2 separate regions of the Gossypium hirsutum genome follow, and region 1 is linked to region 2. The links are chromatin contacts, called in public Hi-C maps. All regions are on one chromosome and are shown on one strand. The core of a region is the stretch at or near the end of the contact, and the rest is flanking DNA. Distances in the headings are between cores, read along the strand shown.

Region 1 (6,268 bases), core at 1,859-4,358, 140 kb after region 2:
CATGCAGCTGCATTTGCATTAAAGATCTACATGTCATCCAATAAAATAATAAATAAAATATAAACTGACCATGCTTCTTGTGAGTGCAACTGCTTCTTTAATTGTATAACCTGAAGCACCAGGATCTCCCTCTGTTCGTAAGAAGTCACGTTCAGCAACAATATCACCTCCTGCAATACAGTAATAGAAGGAAAAGGCAAAACAATATTTATTCAGTCATCTGCCGTTCCTTGTATGGCTAGAGTTTATTTATAAACTGTTCTCTAGACAAACAAATAAATGCCACCAAATATAGTTTTAGTGAGTTTATCAAGAAAGTGACAACAAGATCTAATGTCTACCATTTACCTATTGATACATAATATTTAGCAAAAAATGCGAGCAGGTATGTATAAAAGCAACTAAGTAAAAATGTACCAAAAAAAAAAAAAAAAGAACAGAAGGATGGTTATGATTTTGCCTTACGTATCTCTGGTATCTGAACAAAATCATTTTCAACAACAGCCCCATCCAAGGAAAACCTTAATTCCCTAACAGCCTTAACTCTCTGGCTCCAAGCATCCCACAAACTGCCACTTGCGGAATCTACGTTCTGCTTTACACCATTGTCAAGGCCACTCTCTGTAATGTTTGAGCTTGTTGTGACCGTGGGATTATTGCTATCTATATTTGGAGCTTTCATAGCATTGTTTGACTGATTTTCACATCTAATTCCAAATTGACTCTCAGCAGCCTGATTTGAGTGTGTGTCAATTTGCTTCTTTAATTTCTCTTGGCCTCGTTTTTTCAGTAAGTTTAGCAAAGCAGGATCCATCTTCAGCAAAATCTCAGCCTGTGCTTCTTTTATTTCTTCAGGTGACATGTTCCCTAATCGGGCACGATTCTCAGCATCAATTTCACTCTCAAGAGACATGGACCCGCGTTCATTTCCTAAGTTGCGGAATTGCTCTGGAGCCATGGTATCTATCTTCTCCATTCTCTTGAATTCCACATTGGCACTATCATTATGACACATTCTTTTCGCCATGACCTGGCCATCAACAACCATCGTTCCTGATTCTTTACTGAAAATTTCAGAATCATGATCTTTAACATGCTCTTCTTTTTGTAACTGAAGTGAGTCATCTAGGTCCATTCCAGTGACTGAACTAGCAGTCAATTCACTCCTCATGGCTTCTTCAGCTTTAGCTAAAGGCCTATGGGCATTTAGATGTGATTCTACATCCATGGAGGCTACATCTGCATGTGCACCAAAGGAGTTACTCAACATGCTTTTATTGCCTAGATCTTTCATGGCTTTTCCATCCATCATTTGTCTTTCAGTTTTCCCTACGTCTGACTGGTTTGTTTCCCTTCCCTTTCTCTGGGAAAGATCATCACCCTGCATTGCCTCTTTCCAATGGCTAAGATCCAAATTCTTTTTCTCTTTCCTCCGTATAGGTTCACCGAAAACCGATATAGGATCAAAGTTAGCAAATCCAGTTTCATCTTCATCATCTTCTTCAACAACATTTCTGTTATCACTTCTTGGAGTCCAATGCTGTGAAAACAAATCCAAGTATCAGTTCAAGCAACTTCTGCTTTGAACAAATCAAACTCAACCAAAAATAAACCCAGTTAATTAAATAATAACAGATAGGGAGATAAAACCAAAAAGGAACACCATTACTGCTAGTATTAGTTGATTGCCCCCATTCCAAAATCCAAACCCATGTTTGTTAGGTATTAAACTTATGGTTTTGCCTTACTCTTCCAAGCAACAACCGTACCCAAATTTGTAGTAATCAATAATAACGAATTACCTCCCCTTTACAATCATAGGCATGGTAATTTATGTATCCCAAAAGAAACAATACAGAAAGGAAAACATAAAAAGTGTTCATATATCTTATAAATGTTCAAAATTTGTTGAATTAAGTAACTTAAATGAATAGCAAACCAATAAAGAAAATAAAATAGAGAACAAAATCATTGCAGAAGAAGAAAAAAGAAGAGTATAATTTGCGGTGGCTTACAGGACCATGAGAGCGGTGGCGTGCAACAGGGAAAGGAAGCACTGAGAGGCGAGGGGGTTGAATGGGTTTACTAATATCATTGTTCGAAACAATTCCCTTTTCGATTATGCTCCCAACTAAGCTGGAAGCATCGTCTCCATCGATTGAACTGCTAGCAAATACCTTCAAAGAAGCAACTTTTCCTTCATTCCTTTTGGTTTTATGGCCGCTTCGTTGCTCCTGCTTCTTCTCCATAGGTTCCAGGGTTCAAGGGAGGTTCTCCTCCGGCTCTTCGATGTTTCAATTTTGAACGAAAAAAACATTGTCTTGTTTTCAACCCAGAGGAAATAACTTTCTAACTGGACTTGGCCCAACCCAAAAGGTCATTTGAGAGGCTTCGTCGTATATGCCACCACACCCAACCCAAAGGAAATAACATTGTTGCAGCTGCTGCGCATAGACGTTTGAGTGTAAATGCAGAACTTGTGATATCAAATGGTAGATTGGTCTCAACTCCCACCAGAGCTTCTATTTCTAATAGCCGAATGTCAGATTTCGATCCATCTACTCGTGATGGCGTTACCCTGTTCCACCAAAATTTTATCTTTTACCCACGTTATTGAGGATAGACTCGATTAAACAACCAATAAGTAAAAATAATGGAAGAAATTAAGAAATTATACGCAACTCAACTCATTTGATAACTTCTGCAAGTCTTCTGAGTCCAATTTAGCTCTCTACAGCAGCAAATCCCCTCAAAAAGAGTAACTTCTTCCGCAGGAAAAGGTTGGCAGGGATCGTCCCTCTCCAAGCTCAAAGTGCGGCTTCAACTTTTGCTGTTTATAATTCCTACTCTCAAGACTACCCATTTAATATTTACTGAAAATGTGTACTGGTATGTACAAACTGTTATGATTTTTCTTTGCTTATCTCTATATGGACAAACTCATTTCCAACAATAGTCCCATCCATGGAAAATCTCAATTCCTTAACAGCCTCAACTCCCTGGCAATTGTCAAGGCCACTCTTTGTAATGTTTGAGCTTGTTGTGACTGGGATTATTGCTCTCTATATTTGTAGTGCTTATATCATTGTTTGACAGATCATTCTGTGCTTGTTTAGTTCCTTCTTCAGGTGACATGTTTGCTAATAGGGCACGATTCTCAGCATGAATTTCACTCTCAGGAGACATGGACTGGAACCATGTTTATTTCCTAAGTTGTTGAATTGCATCTATCTTCTTCATTCTCCTAAATTGCGCATTGACATTATCGTTAGGGAACATTCTTTTTGGCACGACCTGACCATCAATGGTCATCGGTCCTCATTCTCTAGTGAAGTTTTCAGAGCCAGCATCTTCAATATGCTCTTGCTGGTGTACTTGAACTATTTAAGTGAGTGATCTGTGTCCATTTCAGTGACCCAACTAGCACTCAATTCACTCCTCATGGAGGCTACCTACATCTGCATGTGCACCTAAGGAGATACTCAACATGCTTCTCTTGCCTATAGCTTTCATTGCTTCTCCATCCATTATTTGTCTCAGTTTTCCCAAGGTTTGACTCATTTTGCTTCCCTTTTCTCTTGGAAAATCATCACACTGCATTGCCTCCTTCCAATGGCTTAGCGAAAACTGATATGGGATCAAAGTCGGCAAATCCACTTTCATCTTCATCATCAACTACAACATATCTGTTATCGTTTGTTGGAGTCCAATGCTGTTAAAAAGAATCCAAATTTCGGTTCAACCAACTTCTGCTTTGAACAAATAAACCCACTTAATTACTTGAGCCAACAACTATGAGAGGAAGGAAGATAAAAACCAAAAGAGAGTGCTAGTATTAATTGATAACGACATTCCAAACTCATTTTCTAGGCTTCAATCTCATGCATTTTGAGATGGTTGTTTGAATTGGACCGACCGATTGGATTGGAACCAGTCAAGGTATCAGTTCAAAGAAAAGTATTGAACTGATTATTTCAGGAATCAATATGAATTGATTGAACCAATTGAATTATGAAAGGAATTTTAGCCTAAACAAAAATGCTGTTCACTTCCAAGTTAAGCAAAGGAGTTGGAATCAGAGATTCTACCATACGGCAGTTCATTATTTCTATATCTTTGCGGCCTTACCATTTGGAAATCAGCTAATATGTTTACAATGTTCTTTTCTCTCGCATTGTTAATGGCATTCAATCAGATTACTATAAACAGCAAACTGCTATGTACTAATAGAACACAAAAGTAACAGATAGCAGTCAGTACCTCAAGAGGCATTTCTGCAATGGTAGATTCGAGAATTAAATCATGCATTCAATGCGGCAAGATTTGTCAACCAATAGGACAAACCATCAAAAGATACCGCAGCATACTGTTCGATAAGAGTATCATTAAATGTCGAGTAACTTTCATGAATCTCTGATTGAAACCCAGAAATTCGGCGTTATTTTTTTTCATGTCTCTGGTATTAAACTGATAAGACATAACTTAAATAGTTTTGGGTCTTCCCTTAGATCTTATCTCGTCAAGAAGCTGTCCATATAGCTCTTGCAAAACCTCATAAACAGCCCACGTCTTCTCATCTTCAAGCACAACCATTCAGTATTCAAATAATAATAATAAAACACAGCCATTCCAGTGAGTCATATGATGGATAATGAATGCAGTTTCCAGATTCCAGATTAGGGGAACACCCCCGAACAAGTGAGCCTACATCTGCAGACAACAAAGTGGACCTGACTTTCAAACCTAAAAGGAAGAGCATTCCATTCCCAGCTCTACAGACTTCGGAGCTATATCACCAGGGTCTTGCATAATATGTTGTAAATCGGATACCTTTCCTTTGCAGTTTTTCCTTTTTCCAGCTTCAAAGCTGAAGCCTTGATGTAAAACTTAATGAAGTATGAATTTATTGCCATTTTCTTTCAGGGAAACTTTTAATTGTACATATTTTGTGGCAGTTGTTTTTTTTTTGGTTCAACGTCAGTTGTGATTTATTTCTCAAGAATTCGAAGAATTGATCTCTTCTTAGTTGATTATTGTAAGCGTCCCTCAATGTGAAAATGAATAACATTTGACAAAAGTCGAGACAATTCTTCACTCTGTAATTTGTAGGTACATTGTAGATGTTCCCATTATTTTCTAGAAAACTGAGTCCAAAGGTTTTTTTATTTTATTTTGAAACTACTTTAGAGTAGGATAAAGTGATCAAGTTCCTCAAAAGCAGAATAGAAAACGAAAAAACAATTATTTTTATTTTTATTTTATCGATTTACTTGAACTTTTTTTTTTAATTCTATTCTAAATATGTTTAATAAGAAAAGTTGGCAGGCAGGCAGCTACTGTTGCCCATAGCAGATCTGAATGCAAAGCAAAACTAGTGATCTCAAATGGCAGATTGGTCTCAACTCCCACAAGAGCTTCTAGTTCTAATATCCGAACGCCTTGAAGCCCGATTTGATGTTGTCAGATTCCGATCTGTCTGCTGTTCGTGGCGTTCCTCTGTTCCACCAAAACTTTACCCTTTTCGACCTACATATCGCCGAACCCGAGGTAGACTTGAGGAGTCTCTGAGCCATATCACCAGATATACCTTTTACCTTTTAAGATCGTCTCGCGGCGACGAAACAAAAGCACCTGCTTGCTGGTTGGTCAAAATCAGAGAAGGAAGCCGCGGTGTCAAAATGCAACTGTTGAATCCTTTTTCAGATTCTAAGCTGGAATCTCTTCCAAGAAACTTTCCAAAGGTATTGGATTTAACCAACTTTCAAGTCATTGAATTGGGTCATCAATATATTGGTCTGTATAATGTGTATATTGATCATCCTTTAGAGCCCCTATGCTACGACTACAGAAAAAAAGTAGTTCTGCAGCAGTCAAGTACCAATTGTGATGATTTTATAATATTTGCGTCTTTCCGATGCCCGGCTTTTCTGAGGTCGGGAGAAAAGGAATGGACTGTGCTTGAACATGTGTATGACATTCAGGATATTATTTCATTTAATGAGAAATTCTATGCCATTGACCTAAATGGCAAAACTAGAGTCATTGACCAATCTTTAAACGTTAGTTTCCTACCACATGTAGGCTCTCCCCGTAGCAGAAAGTTCTTGGTTAAGTCCCATGATAATTTGTTGGCTGTTGAAATGCTTTCCAATCCAGATAAGGGTGTTGGTTTTAGAGTGTTTAGGATGAGTGAAGAAGATCACAAGTGGGATGAGATGGAAAGTTTAAGGGATCGGATTTTATTTCTGGGTTTTTATGGAGCAGTTTC
Region 2 (5,802 bases), core at 291-2,790:
TTTTCGCTTTTACTGAAAAAGTAGAGCAAATCAGAGTGCCTTGTTATGAAATTGAAACCTAACAAGAAAGAGAAAGTTACCTGCACGAGACGAACTTCCATTGCCGGTCTGTTGGCAGGATCATGAGCCAAATGCAGTAATCTCTGGTGCATAAGAACATCTTCTGCCCTTTCCACATTCACATCTAACGCATAGCTGCAATGAGTAAACTCGCTCTTAATTAAAACAACTATTGATTAATTCAAAACAAAAATGAAAAGTGGATCAAACAGATCTGCTTCACTTTACTTGTTTCCGATCTTATAGGCAACAAGCCAAGCATCAAAACGAACCATAAAGAATTAAAATGACAAAAAAAAAATCTTAAGCAAGAAAATTTCATATTAAGCCTTACTTAGATAAAATATTAAGGCAAACAGTTCCTTAACTCCAAAAATTAAATGCGAAAAACAAAATTCAAACAGAAAAAATTGATAAAAAGAAACTCTTATCTAAGATTGAGCATCTCGATTAAAAAAATTGTTATTACAGATATAGATGGGGGGGGATGTAGAAATTTTAGTAGTATTTGTTTTTGTATGTTATGCATGCAGTAAATTTTGGAGAAGGAAAAAAACGTAATAAAGGATATACCGACTAGGTAGACGATTGAAGTGAGCCCAAAGTTCGTCATCAAAGCCAGGCCGATTAGCCTCTTCAATGTCGGAATCACGTAGCCGCCGGAGCACCTCATTGTAGACCTCGAGCTTTTGCCGCTGTTGCCGGCTCTGCAACGGCGAAAAATCGTTCGCTTTGCTCACGCAGCTCTCGTTATCGTCCATCACCATTGAAAGAAGAAAAAAGAAAATACAAACGCAATGAAAGGGGAAATTAAAGATATAAGGCAAAAACCAAAAAGGTAAGGCAAGGAAAGGAAAGGCGTGAATGTGATGATCCTTTTGCTTTTCGTTTACGTTGAGTTTATATCGAAAACGCAGATTTAAGAAAAAAAAAGTTTTATTTCCCAAGCACCTAAACAACATATTATTTATCTCTCACTACACTAAAGTATATATTTTTGACCCAAAAAAGAAGAAGACTAGAGCATGTATAAATATTGGACTCTATCTAGATTTGTAAACCACTTGAAAGAAAGTGTAGCTTATTTACGGTTTTGTGAAATTCTTAATTTTATAATTTAATTAAGGAGTTGTTTTTATATATACTGGAAACTAATTGATAACATTTTTATATAGAAATTTTACCGAAAATTTTAATTATGTATTATCTTAAAATAAACGTGATAATCAATAAAATGATAAAGCAGCGCAAACCGTTCATATTGTTGATCTGTTGCTGAAGGAGTGCACTTCTTTAAGGGATTTGGGTTGGGTCAAAGCAAGTGAGGTGTAAAGGGTGAGGCCACATCAGACAAGATAAGGCAGCACAACTCAGTATCATAAAACTATTAATTTCTTTTGGTGTATTTCAATAATTAATCCCTATGATAAACCCACCTATGAATTATGTACAATGCCAAGAAGCCCCCACTTACTCCTCTTGCCGAATAAAATTTGGCCAAAAGGCATATGCCGAGTGCCACCAGTCCCCACTGATGTGGATAAGATCTTGATTCCCAAAAGACAATTCCACCCCTTTTTAACTTTTTTGTCTTTCTTAATAAATAAATAAATATTTTACACTTAATCAAAATTACCTTTGGGTATACGGCCAGAGTTTTACTCTCAGATTTTGCTTTTTGGTTCAATTTATTATTAATCTATGTAAATTATAATTTAGTTACATTCTTTTAATGATAAAAGAACATATTCAACCCTTCTAAAGAAACCCAAAATAATTTTATCCTTAATAATGTTAAATTTCTAATAGTCCATGTAATGTAAATTTCACAACTTACATACACCTAATAAAAATATCTCCCACCTGTAATCATATTCAGAAGGTGGGTTCTTTTTAATATTTAGAGAATTTTGTTATGTTTATGTTAAAAGAGACAAATAATGAGATGATCGTGACTGAGAGAGACCAAGAAGGAAAGGAAGCTATGGCCATGGTGCCAGAAATTGGAGCCTTAATCAACTCCTCACATTTCCAGCAGTTTCCTACTTTAATTTTCTTTCTTGCTCATCAAGTAAAATCATAATTTTTAAATAATTTATTTTTAAAAATTCTCTGGGGCTAATCCAATTGATAATTTTGGAAAGTATTTAATTGGAAAAAAAAAAAAAGCACAACTGTTGTAAATAGAAATGAAGCTCTGCATGGTTGGTTTTTAATGGTCGGTGAGAAGAGATAAGGTTTAAGCTTAAGTTATCTGGGGGAGGTTAGCAAATTTTATTGATTTTTTTTTTTGAATGTTTTCCTTATGTATTGTTAGGTTTTTTTTTCCTTTAATGGACCAATAAGAATTTAATATTGTGTTCCTTATTATTAATAGATTTTTCTCTTGCCATATAACATAAATTGATTCTATTGATGTTATTTACTTTCAAAATTAGGAATAAAATTATTTTAAAAAAAATTAATTTATTTAATATTGAAATCGAAAAGAATTAGAGAGATTTTTTTTACTATTTCTTTTTATTTGGAAATTATAGTTTGGACCCAAATTTTAGTTTGAAATTTTATTTTAGTTTCATATTATATGTTTAATAATTGTTTTTTTAATTTAAAATTTCAATCTAGATTAGCCTTCAATTTTTCTTTAAATTTAATTTAACAAATTTAAATATTATAAATTGGGTCATGATTAAAATTTTAAAATTTAACAAATATAAAAAATAAAAATATGAAATTAAAGTAAAAAAAATAAATGATGTTTTTAATATTGTGATAGTGAAAAATGTTGGGTTTTAATAAAACTGAATCACATGGGATTGTGTTTCCACTAAAACTCCAAATGAACCAAAAATGGTCCCGATTCATAGAAGATGGAATCACTTTTTCTCGCAAATAGAATCTTTTTTATTATCATAAATAGAAAGGAAAAACGACAATGTGAGCCTCCTCCTCATTCCTCACTGCTTGGAGGCCAGCGTTAATTTGTAGGGTCACCTTTGATTTTTGCTACCATAACAAGTATTATCTTTATTACAACAAAACCAAACACAAATTGTTATTATCATTATTTGTACAATAACAATTCAAATAATGACAGGTTAAATATTACTAACTTAATTACAATCGATCAACGTATAGTAAATTTTCTTATTTAAATTCAGTAAATCATATGTTTTGGCAGATATATCAAATCCAATATAAACTTTGTTCAATTTCTTGAATCATAGTACACCCACCGGGAAGTTGGGAAAATGTGCGAGATACTAATGATTCACGTGGAGTGTGAACAATTTGAATTTCAGCATAGAAAGACACCGACAAAAAGGTTTGTTCCTACAAGGTACTTGGTACACCTGTTTTGCTTATTAATCTAATTCAGAAAATAAATAAATTAGTTTTTATATATATCAAATTAAAGAATAAATTGATATTTGTGTTAAAAGTTTTATTTATTTTTACCTTTAAAAATTTATCATTATACGTCAACATTAAGTATATGTGATACGTTAAATGTCATTATTTAATTATTTTATTAATCATATCAATTTTTAACATTATAAAGAAATAAAATTTTAATAAATTAAATTAATTTATTTTTTAATTTAATATATAAAAATTAATATATAATTTTTTAAGTAGATAAAATAAGAGTGCTTTCACCTTTTATTTGATTTAGATTTTATTTATTTTACTATGGGGACTCATCACAATTGATGGGTTGGGGGTGGGTAACGTGTGGGGTTGAGAAAGAACGTGATGATAGGGACAAGTGACAGGTTGGGTTAAAAACGTAGATGGTGACGTGTCTGCAATAAGAGTGGATAGCATCAAATGTAATCCAAACCTTCTCCGTTGAGGATCAGAGTCGCCGTCATTGGTTTCGGTTCTTTGCTAATCAACCTGACACCTGTTTGAACCTACTTCGTCCGATTCATTTGCATCCACTTTTTCAATTTCGAATCAAATATGGACCACTACGATGTAATAAAAGTTTGCGTCTTTCGATCTTTTAATCTTAAAAAGGAAATAGTAATGTGGCTAATTTAAGTTTCTAATAATATACGTCGATCTTTTATAAGCGATATGAAGGCTCTAAACATGCAAATCGTGGATCGTATTAATGACAAAAATAATAATAAACACTGTAATACAAATTATTTTGATTAATCCTTTAAAAAGTATAATTTCCGATCTTTATATGATGTAAGGCAGTTTAATAAATATTACTTCAAATTTTATTATACATATGTGTTGAAATTATGTATTTAAAATATATATGCTTGTTTAAAAATAATATATAAAAAATAATAAAACATATAATTTGAAATTAATTAATAATAACATATATAATATGTAAAATATTAAAACAAAAAATTAGTTAAGATTGTAAGTAAAACAAAATTTAAATACGTAAATACATTAAACTAATAATATTAAATATACTATAATTGTTTATCATGGTGTTATCATTGATCTTGAGTTGATGTCGAGTTACTCAATTAATAACATTAGCAAGATATACAATTGATTAAGGTAATAAAGTGTGATATTTAAATGTGATACAAAATATTTTTAAATAAAATTCTGGTTGAGTAGTAAAGTTAAAGTTTTATTGTTCAAGTTCACCATATGCAAGTTATTATTTTAAACAAAAAGATTAAAATATCCTAAAATAATATAACTTAATTTAAACCAAAATAGACATTTTCATAATTTTTTAACTGTGTTGGTGTCCCAATGACTCATTACATCAACTTAGTTAAAAGTTTAAATAATAATATGTATAGATATATAATTGATAAATATAATAAACCGTGCATAATAAAAATAAAATCAGCTATATATATCAAGGTAAAATTTTAATTTAGTGGTAAATTTAAAGTTTTATTGACTCAATGCCATGGTTTAAATTTCATTAAATTCAAATTATTTATTTATTTATTAAAAATAAATAAATTAAAATACCTTAAAATAACATATTTTATTTTAAATAAGAATAAATATTTTTATAATATCAAATTAATAATGATTGACATGAATATTTAAATAATAGCAAGAATTTTTGAATAAGATTTTTTATCATTAATGCAAATCGTGGATCATGTTTGAATTAATTTATTTTTAATAATAAAATACAAATAAGTCAGTTAACATATTCTTGGACAAGTTGATCAACATAATTCGACAAGCTGGGCCTAACAAACGTCTAAAAGCCATGTTGTTGTCTAGGTTTCTGACAAATGTTCTTAACGAGTGTCTATAAAATATTTTTAAATGTAATTAATATTAGTCCTATGACACATTTATTATGTGATAAATAAAATGAATAAAATTCTTTTTAAAATAATATTTATTAATAAAATTAATAATAATTATTTAAAAACTTGTTGGATGTCATTAAAGAAAAAAAATTCTATTAAGCTGTTGGATGTGTGAAAGTGAGTGTTTTCTTTTTCACTTTTGTGAATTTTACTTTAAGAAGTGGGGTAATTAAAATTGTAAAAGTGGGTGTCTTGTGAATTTTGTTTTATTAAAATATCTTTTCATCCTATCACCAATTGTTTTTCATAATATTTTAATTCATTAGTTTTGTGAGTTAAAATTTTAAATAAGAGTAAATATAAATTTAATTTAATTAAAATATTATTTAATAGGAATGCATCAAAATTATAATTAATATTAGATTATAACACAAAATGGGTGATGAGAACATATATACAAAAAAAATTATATTAAAACAAA

Evidence for each region. A called contact is a pair of places that touch in the nucleus more often than the background predicts.
Region 1: a contact with region 2 is called in a Hi-C map of leaf, with 1.6 times the contacts expected there. The contact joins the promoter of LOC107920037 here to the promoter of LOC107920401 in region 2. A contact is called at or near these places in 10 of 34 Hi-C or Micro-C datasets (callus, fibers, leaf and 1 more).

Annotation. Positions count from the first base shown.
Region 1 is chrA01:108,109,929-108,116,196 of Gossypium_hirsutum_v2.1, forward strand. LOC107920037 (transcriptional elongation regulator MINIYO) reads right to left here and starts at 3,109. Exons shown (of 10, transcript XM_016849532.2): 1 at 2,016-3,109; 2 at 466-1,540; 3 at 70-170. The coding sequence starts at 2,249. LOC107918421 (F-box protein SKIP23) reads left to right here and starts at 4,445. Exons shown (of 1, transcript XM_016847982.2): 1 at 4,445-6,268. The coding sequence starts at 5,385.
Region 2 is chrA01:107,973,714-107,979,515 of Gossypium_hirsutum_v2.1, forward strand. It overlaps LOC107920401 (serine/threonine-protein kinase STY46), which reads right to left and starts at 1,541. Exons shown (of 16, transcript XM_016850107.2): 1 at 634-1,541; 2 at 81-195. The coding sequence starts at 1,022.